Linked DNA regions of Mus musculus: region 1 is linked to region 2. A link is a contact called in public HiChIP or PLAC-seq data. All regions are on one chromosome and are shown on one strand. Each heading gives the region's core, a stretch centred on a gene start, on an enhancer-like site or on the middle of the called end of the contact. The rest is flanking DNA. Distances are from core to core; before and after follow the strand shown. Region 1 has its middle 98 kb from the start of Lonrf1. Region 2 overlaps Mfhas1 (malignant fibrous histiocytoma amplified sequence 1).

Region 1 (3,713 bases), core at 835-3,334, 750 kb after region 2:
TATGTATGTATGTGTATCATTGTTGTGACTTGTATGACAAATGCCACTTAAGCTTCTTATGCTACCTAGTTTCAGGGGATTCAAGCGTCACATAGAGAAAAAGGCCTGCTGCAGCCATGGGTTGTGGGAATGTATAACGGAGTCTTCCTCCACAGTGGAGACCAGATGATACAGGCCAGAGCCAAAAGTGGGTGTGACGTTCAGGGTCCGTCCATAGCGAGCTACTTTCACTAGGTAGGCTCCACCTCTTAAAAGCTCCACACCCTTTGAAATAATGCCCAAAGCTGAGGAACAACTATACAAAATATGAGCACGGACACAGGTCATATCCAAACCATTACAGTCTAAGAATAAGAATATTCCTTTACATAATTATGACCCAAGGATCAGATTCAAGAAATGTAACATTGATATAATACTCTGTCTGATGTAAAGTCTGTATATATAATTTTTTCTAATTATCTCAGTCTTTTTATTTGTTTGCTTGTTTTTGTTTTTTGTTTTTCAAGACAGGGTTTCTCTGTATAGCCCTGGCTGTCCTGGAACTCACTCTGTAGACCAAGCTGGCCTCAAACTCAGAAATCTGCCTGCCTCTGCCTCCCAAGTGCTGGGATTAAAGGCGTGCACCACGACTGCCCATCCAGTCTTTCTTTCTTAAGACAAGGTCTGGCTATAAACCCCAGGCTGGCCTCGAACTTAATTAAAGCTTTGCTCCTAGCTCCTGGGTAATGGCAGTGAAGGGACATGTGTCCCACCATGTGCCAAGGGCAATTCATGCTTATAACAACTTCTTTTCCTGGTTTGGGATCATGCATCATGTCTGTTGCCTTTGGGGCTAAAATGGGTCAGGCTCACTTTGTCTTAAAAATATTGACAGTTGCCTTCTGTGATGTTCCTCATATCCAGATGTTTCCACTGAATTATTTTTTCATCTATTCTCTCTCCTTCATGCCAGTTTTCCAATGTGTACTTTTCTTTGCCCCCCTTGGGTTCAACTAAGTTGCATAAACAGATATCTGTGTTGATGGATAGATTTTTTTTTATAACATAAGCTTCTCTTATTTTTTTTTACCTTGTTGAATATGTTATGGATCAACACCTGAAGAGTTTGAATAATTTGAAATTAGATAAATGAAACAAGGGACTAGTAGAGACATATTAAGTATTTGCCATTGATTGAACAATTAAGATGAACTCAATACAGCAAAATGCAAACCACAGCTTTACCAACTGTCAGGTGCACAATGTGTGCTCAGCACTAACTGCCAATGGCGTCTTTCTAAAGTACCTCTGAGAGAGGACAATGCTTTTTCTGTCCTATGGTGGTGGTGTTGGGGGGTGGGGTGGGGTGGGGTGGGGGTGGGGTCTTCCTTAAGTTCTTCCTCTGTTGTGCTGGTTTGTGGTTGGTTTCTCACACCCGCAGGTGTGACAGAACCTGGTTACTGCAGGGGATGCGTGAGGATTTGGAAGGCAGGGAGCTCATCAAAAAGAAAAGACAGGAACAGCTTGAGAGGAAGAGGTTACTAAGTGTACCGGGCATCTGGTGGGATATCTGGTGGGATGGGATGGCAAGCAAGGTGAGGGCTCATGCTACGTACAGAAAGGGATGCATGGGAAACTCATGGGAACCCAAAGCTCTTGGTTCAGTCACTAACCGTGTAGCAGTAACAAACCCTAAGATTCAGAGGGCAGCATCCTCGCCCTCACCCTCAAGAGCAGCCACTGGTTTATAACATGGAAACACAGTAGTGCGCAGGTTAACAGGAATGTGTTTTCATTTAGAAATATCTGCTCATCTGGAAGGGCAGGGCCCTCATCCTAGGCCTATGACAAGTCAAGGTTTTTGATGATTTCTGTTACATAAGAGGTACACAATATTAGTTCACATATCCCACTGCTTAAAACCCCCACCAAAGGAGAAGGTTTGTGCTTAAATAATTGAATAAGTTAAGATTCTTTCCAAAACTTCTAAGTGGCTACCCAAGACAATGACAGATTAATGACAGATTAAGTGTTAAGACTTCGTAGACATTAGCAGTTGGCATCCCTTCGGTTGCTGAGCCCATACTGCCCCCTGGTGTTCCCTGGGCATCTCTGTTTTGTAGGCCAGTTGACGTGGTATTTCCTGTTGCCTGCTGGCTGGACAGTGCACTGCAGGTCTCACCTGTGAGAGGCATCATTTTCACTGACTATCATCTTTTTGGTATTTTGGTGTCTAGCATGCTGTGCCTAGCAAAGTGTCCACTAGTAGTTCAATGAATAAATGACACGAGTCTCTCAAACTAAAAAATGTGCAGCTACTGTAAACATTGTCCTTACTCCCCCTCAAATTGCCAATGTTCTTGATCCACCCTTGGTCCAAGTCTCCATCACTTCCTGCCTGGACTAGTTCTCACGTCTTCCCTTCCTCCCACCCCCAGCCCATGAAACTCTAGCTATCACTTTCTTCAACACCGGCAGTGTTGCCTTTCTCTGTCGGCGATGCATAGACGCTAGAGTGTAGAGGGCATATGGCTATACTCTTTCATTTTGGCAGTGCTAGGGACAAAACCCAGGATCTGGCTCTGGAAACTCATACTTTCAGGCCAGATAAAGTTGTGAAAGTTTTTGTCTATAGGCTGCAGGGCACTCTTGCTACTTGCAGCTGGGTAAGCTGCCATACTAGTCCCCAGTTGCTTCATCTACAAAATGAAGATGACAGCCACTTGCTTGAGGTGCGCACTGAGTTGCCAAGGCTTGTGGGAGAACACACATTTCTTCCTGTTGTTATTTTTAAGCACTTGTTTGTGCTTTGGAAACAGTCTTAATACAATGTTATATAGTCTAGGCTGGCCATGAACTCAGTAACCACCTGCTTCAGTCTCCCTAGGACTGAGATTGTAGGAATGTCCTAACACACTTGGCTAAGAATGTTCTTTGGAGAGACTGCTTAGAATTGCTGCCTGGGTTAGGAAACATTGTGACGGTATTTCTTTCATGTACAATGGGCAAGGCTATTTGGCTGTCTCTGTAAGTCTAGGTTACTATGTTGGTAATGTTTTGAAGTCCAGATCACTTCATCTTGTGCAGGGATCAGGATGTAAGGTTGAGGCAGTTTGGAGGAAAGGAGATATAGATGGGAAAGTTCTTGTAAAAGAAGAGAAGCGTTAGGTGTAGGATATTCCAGCTTGTCTTCAGTTCTCTGTGTACTTATCTTTGCCTCCTACTGCCCAGAAAAGTATGTTGCCAGCATGAGTGTGATGAAGTTTATGGGAACAAACAGAAGAGAGAAAATTCCAGACTGGCACAAAGACAGCAGAGAAAGGAAGAGCTGGTGACTAACTCAGCCAGTGAGAAGAAATTAGAAGAGGAGACAAGAGTCTCCTGCCCTTACCCATCACTCACTCACACACACACACACACACACACACACACACACACACACACACACACACACACACACACAGAGGCTCTCTCTGAAAGCTCCTGAAGTATTGTGATAGGTGTTTGAGGGCTTTGAGCTTTATGGGGAATGGAGGCTCATGGTATTTTATCTTGGTATTGAAGGAGACAGACCCATAGAAAGCCGAAGAGCTTGGAAGCATCTGGGTTACATCAAAAAGCACTTCACACCAGGCCTAGGATCAAGTAAGCATTCAAACTCTGAAGTGGTGTGCTAGTGAGCCAGTATCCAGTGTTATCACCGTGTTTAAGCAGATGGCACATGCAGATGT
Region 2 (3,749 bases), core at 516-3,015:
ATGCCTGTCTGACAGTGTGCGCCTGTCTAACTGTACCTACAGGTCTGAATGTGTTTGCTTGGCCATCTTGCTACAATGTGTGCCCATATGACACTGTGTGTCCTACTGATAGTATGTTGCCATGTGATGGTGTATGTCTGTCTGATAGTGTGTACCCATCCGACTGTGTGTTTGTCGGGCTGTGTGTACCTGTCTGACAGTGTGTGCCTATCTGTTGTACATACCCAACTGTGTGCGCCAGTCTGGCTGTGTGCTAGTCTGACTGTATGTCCTGGTTTGAGTGTGTTTAAGTGTCTGATGGTGCATATCTGGCTGGTGCTTAGCCTATCTCTCTGTTCCCAGGAGTGGTTGCATATGTCCTAATTCTTTCTTGATTAGACTGGTCACTTACTTCCTCTAAGCAGAGACCTGCCTGGGGCTTTGTGCTCCCTGGAAACCTCTCTGGTGCTCCTTGGGTGGCTGGTGCTCCTTGGAGTGGCTGGTGCTCCTTGGGTGGCTGGTGCTCCTTGGGTGACTGGTGCTCCTTGGAGTGGCTGGTGCTTTGTGTGAAGAATCTCTCTGTTGTACTGTCAGGTTCCCAGGTAGTACCGGATGGTGATCCTGCCTTGGCATGCATCCTCCACTCAGATGTCCCAGCTCTCCTGTTGGGCCTGGATCACGGCACTTGCCCTTGAATGGGCCCTTCATTTTGACTACTGAAGCGGAGCAAAGTTCTTGCCTTATTATATCTAAATTTTACAATTACTGGAATCTGAGCATGACCTAGTTGCTCGGATTGAATTAAGTCATTGTTTTTGGACTCCACAAAGCTTATTCAATATCTTTTTTAGCTTCACTGTATTAATATTGATGCCCCCCTGGGTTTTTATTTTTCATAAACAGGCCACATTGAATTGGGTAGGGCTTTGCATAAAAAGAAAAAAAAACCTTAATAATGTAGTAAGAAAAAAATGCTGTGCAGAATGCAGTTCAAAGACTGGGGAGGTCTACAGAGGGCTCGAATTAGGTTAAGTTATAGGAGTCTTTGCTTTCAGTTCTAGGGTGTACCGTGCTCGGGTACCTGAGAACGTCCCAGAGAAAGACTTTTTTGTTTGTAACTCAGTTTATTTGGTGTTCTGCTTCCTGCTTCCCTCGATCCCTGGTGCGCCTGGCTCTTCCTCATTCTCTTCAACTGATATCTAACGCATGGATGGGCGCCCTCAGGGATGTTTGGGGAGGTCTAGGCAAGGATCTAGAATAATAGCGCTTGTCCTGTGGCTGGGAGGAAGTACCAGGTTTTGCCGTAGCACAGGAAGAGGTGTGTGGGAAGGGCCAGTACTGGAGTGGATGTTTCTGGTAGTTTTCCCTGATTTGGCTCTTAATTCTCGTCTCCCCATAGGGAACACCTTGATGAAAGACTCGGCAGCCATCATTAGTGGGCTTCTGTTTGAGTTGTTGAAAACCGTGGCAAGTGCTGGCCAAGTCTTTACCCTCTCTTGTCACCTGCAGCTCCGTGCCAGTCTCTATGGAAGCGCACGGGAAGATCTATTGAGGGCAGGCTCAGCCAGCCAGGCCTTAGGTTTCTCAGGCTCAGACTTTCTGACATGAAACCAATTGCTGGGAGTTTGGGGTATTATTTCATCTTTCTCTGGGGGTTGGTGGCCTTTCCCTCACAGGAAGTGAAAGCACACTGGTACACATTCTTTAGTGCTGCTCAGGCCTTAGTGAAAACTGCCTTCTTCTCTTCAGAAGGGCTGATAGGCATCTCAGACACTCACAGAACGCACGTGACCACCTCATGAGACTTGAGAGACTTCCCCCCACCACACCCCTCCTCTGAGGAACAGCACTGTGTCTCAGGGACTCTTCTTTTGCCTTCTGACGTTTCATGGCAGCCGGCTGGGCAGCACCGGAAGTGGCTGAGCGGGTGGGAGGGACTCCACGGCCATCATTTCTGAGGGATCAAGGTACTGTGTTATCTCTAATTTCTTGCAAGTGGGTTTTGGGTTGTTTCTGGTGTCCTCTATCTGCAAGTGTATAGGTAGAGGTTTACCATGCGACTTTTGTTTCTTGTTTGTGTTCTTCCCCTTTGCAGACAAACTCTCACAGAAATAGATGGAGAGGTGACAGATGGTCAGGATACCTCGTTGAATATGTAGGAGCTGGCTGCCTAAAGCCTTCTGCTACCTGACCTTATGTTTAGTCCCCTAGAGCACTGGTGACTCTTCCTCCCAAAGCAGAGTTCTCTTAGCTCTTCCTCCCCTGATTGGCTCATACTTTCCCCTTAACTTTGATGTCCATTGTGTGTGTAGGGGGGGGGGGCGGAGGGGGGAGGTTCAGTGATGGAGGAACATGAAGCTATGATTGGTGGAAGTGGAATGGATCCAGGAAGGCAGATTTTTTTTCTCCCCAGTGGCTTTACCCTCTTCCAGGCAATGTTGCTTCCCAGAATTCCACCCTGGGTTCAGCCTATGGATTGGAGATCAAGGGAAAGACCCTGGTGAAGTGGCTGACTGGGGTATAGACAAGCCCATGAGTGGTTGACTGTGGTATAGACAAGCCCATGTGTACTGCATACTTGGCAGCCGCATCGATAACAATTCCCAGATATCCTTGCCAGCAGGCTGACTTATTTGTAGAGAATGAGAAGGAAAATTTTGGAGTTATTTTTATTTTTGGCAGTAAGTGCTCAAAAACATTTATTTCTTCAGTGTAATGTCCTTGCTGGAAACACTGAGGCCTAGTTTTTGTTTGTTTGTTTGTTTTGTTTGTTTTTGTTTTTGTTGGTTTTTTTTTTTAAAGTTTGGTTTCTTTAAAGAATAAATGAGGGATGAGACCCTGAGCAACAGTTTTCTCTCTAACAGGACACCCAGAAAGGTTGAGAATACAAACAGTGTGGACCACAGTGGGTGTGATGGACAGGGTCGCCAGAGGAGCCAGGCAGCTTTGTTGGATGCCAGATGCCTACAGGCTCTCCCTGCTTGCTTCTGGAAAGTTCCTACTGCTCCAAACCTTGGCCTTGGGCACCCAGGCTATCCCCACTTCCTCTCACAGTCTGTCCAATGGCACTTGCTAGCACAGAATGTTTTGGGGTGGGGTGGCTTCATGAGTCAAGTTTTTAGCGTAGATGCCTTTGCTGCTCTTTGCTTCTTGTGCCTCCTCCTCCTCCTCCTCTCCCCCTTCTCTTTCTCCCCTCTCTTCCCCTACCTCCTTTTGCCCCTTTCCTCCTCCTCTGTCCCTTTCTTTCCTTCTCCCTCCTCTTCCCTCCCTTTCTCTTCCTCACATCACCCTCCTTCTCTCCTCCCCTCTTCCTCCTCCTCTCAAGGTGAAATTTATCAAATGTAAGATCAACCATTTAAAAGTGAACAACTCACTGGTATTTCCTACCTTCACTGAACTGTGCAAGAATGACCTTCGAGCCAAGTGCTTGTGTGGGCAAGGAGCACCAAGGCAGGGCTGGGCCTCCTCCCTGGGATGGATTGCTCGGGAATTCTTCCACCTGGTTCCGGTGCCAACTTTCTTTGCAGGGAATGGCTTAAGAATAAGAGTTTGGGTGCTTCCTCGTTGACTGGACATCTCTCTCATGGCCATATTGGGATCTTCTTGTTAGGGTAGTGAGTATGGCAGGTAGTGTGTGTGTATGTGTGTGTGTGTGTTCACCCACATGTGACCCACATAGGATGACAAAGATCACCTGAGAGAGAATGAGGCTATGGAACTGCTATTTTCAACATAGAGCTTTTATGGTTTCTTTTGTACATTTTGAGTGA

The links. HiChIP or PLAC-seq counts read pairs in DNA pulled down with a chosen protein or histone mark.
Region 1: a contact with region 2 is called in an H3K27ac HiChIP or PLAC-seq map of T-cell acute lymphoblastic leukemia, with 3 times the contacts expected there. The contact joins two enhancer-like sites. A contact is called at or near these places in 6 of 39 promoter capture datasets (the 3T3-L1 cell line, embryonic stem cells, hippocampal neurons and 2 more), 1 of 484 Hi-C or Micro-C datasets (cerebellum) and 1 of 115 datasets of contacts at active chromatin or transcription factors (T-cell acute lymphoblastic leukemia).

The regions. Positions count from the first base shown.
Region 1 is chr8:36,345,032-36,348,744 of GRCm38.p6, forward strand. No RefSeq gene overlaps it. Among named protein-coding and RNA genes, the nearest start is that of Lonrf1, 98 kb to the left of the region's middle. Within about 2 kb of position 2,085, at least 9 of the 459 cell types and tissues checked have an H3K27ac peak or open chromatin away from gene starts, as enhancers often do. A contact at or near this core is called in T-cell acute lymphoblastic leukemia, where this site is marked.
Region 2 is chr8:35,595,471-35,599,219 of GRCm38.p6, forward strand. The region is part of intron 1 of Mfhas1 (malignant fibrous histiocytoma amplified sequence 1); the gene reads left to right. Among named protein-coding and RNA genes, the nearest start is that of Gm16793, 8.3 kb to the left of the region's middle. Within about 2 kb of position 1,766, at least 100 of the 459 cell types and tissues checked have an H3K27ac peak or open chromatin away from gene starts, as enhancers often do. A contact at or near this core is called in T-cell acute lymphoblastic leukemia, where this site is marked.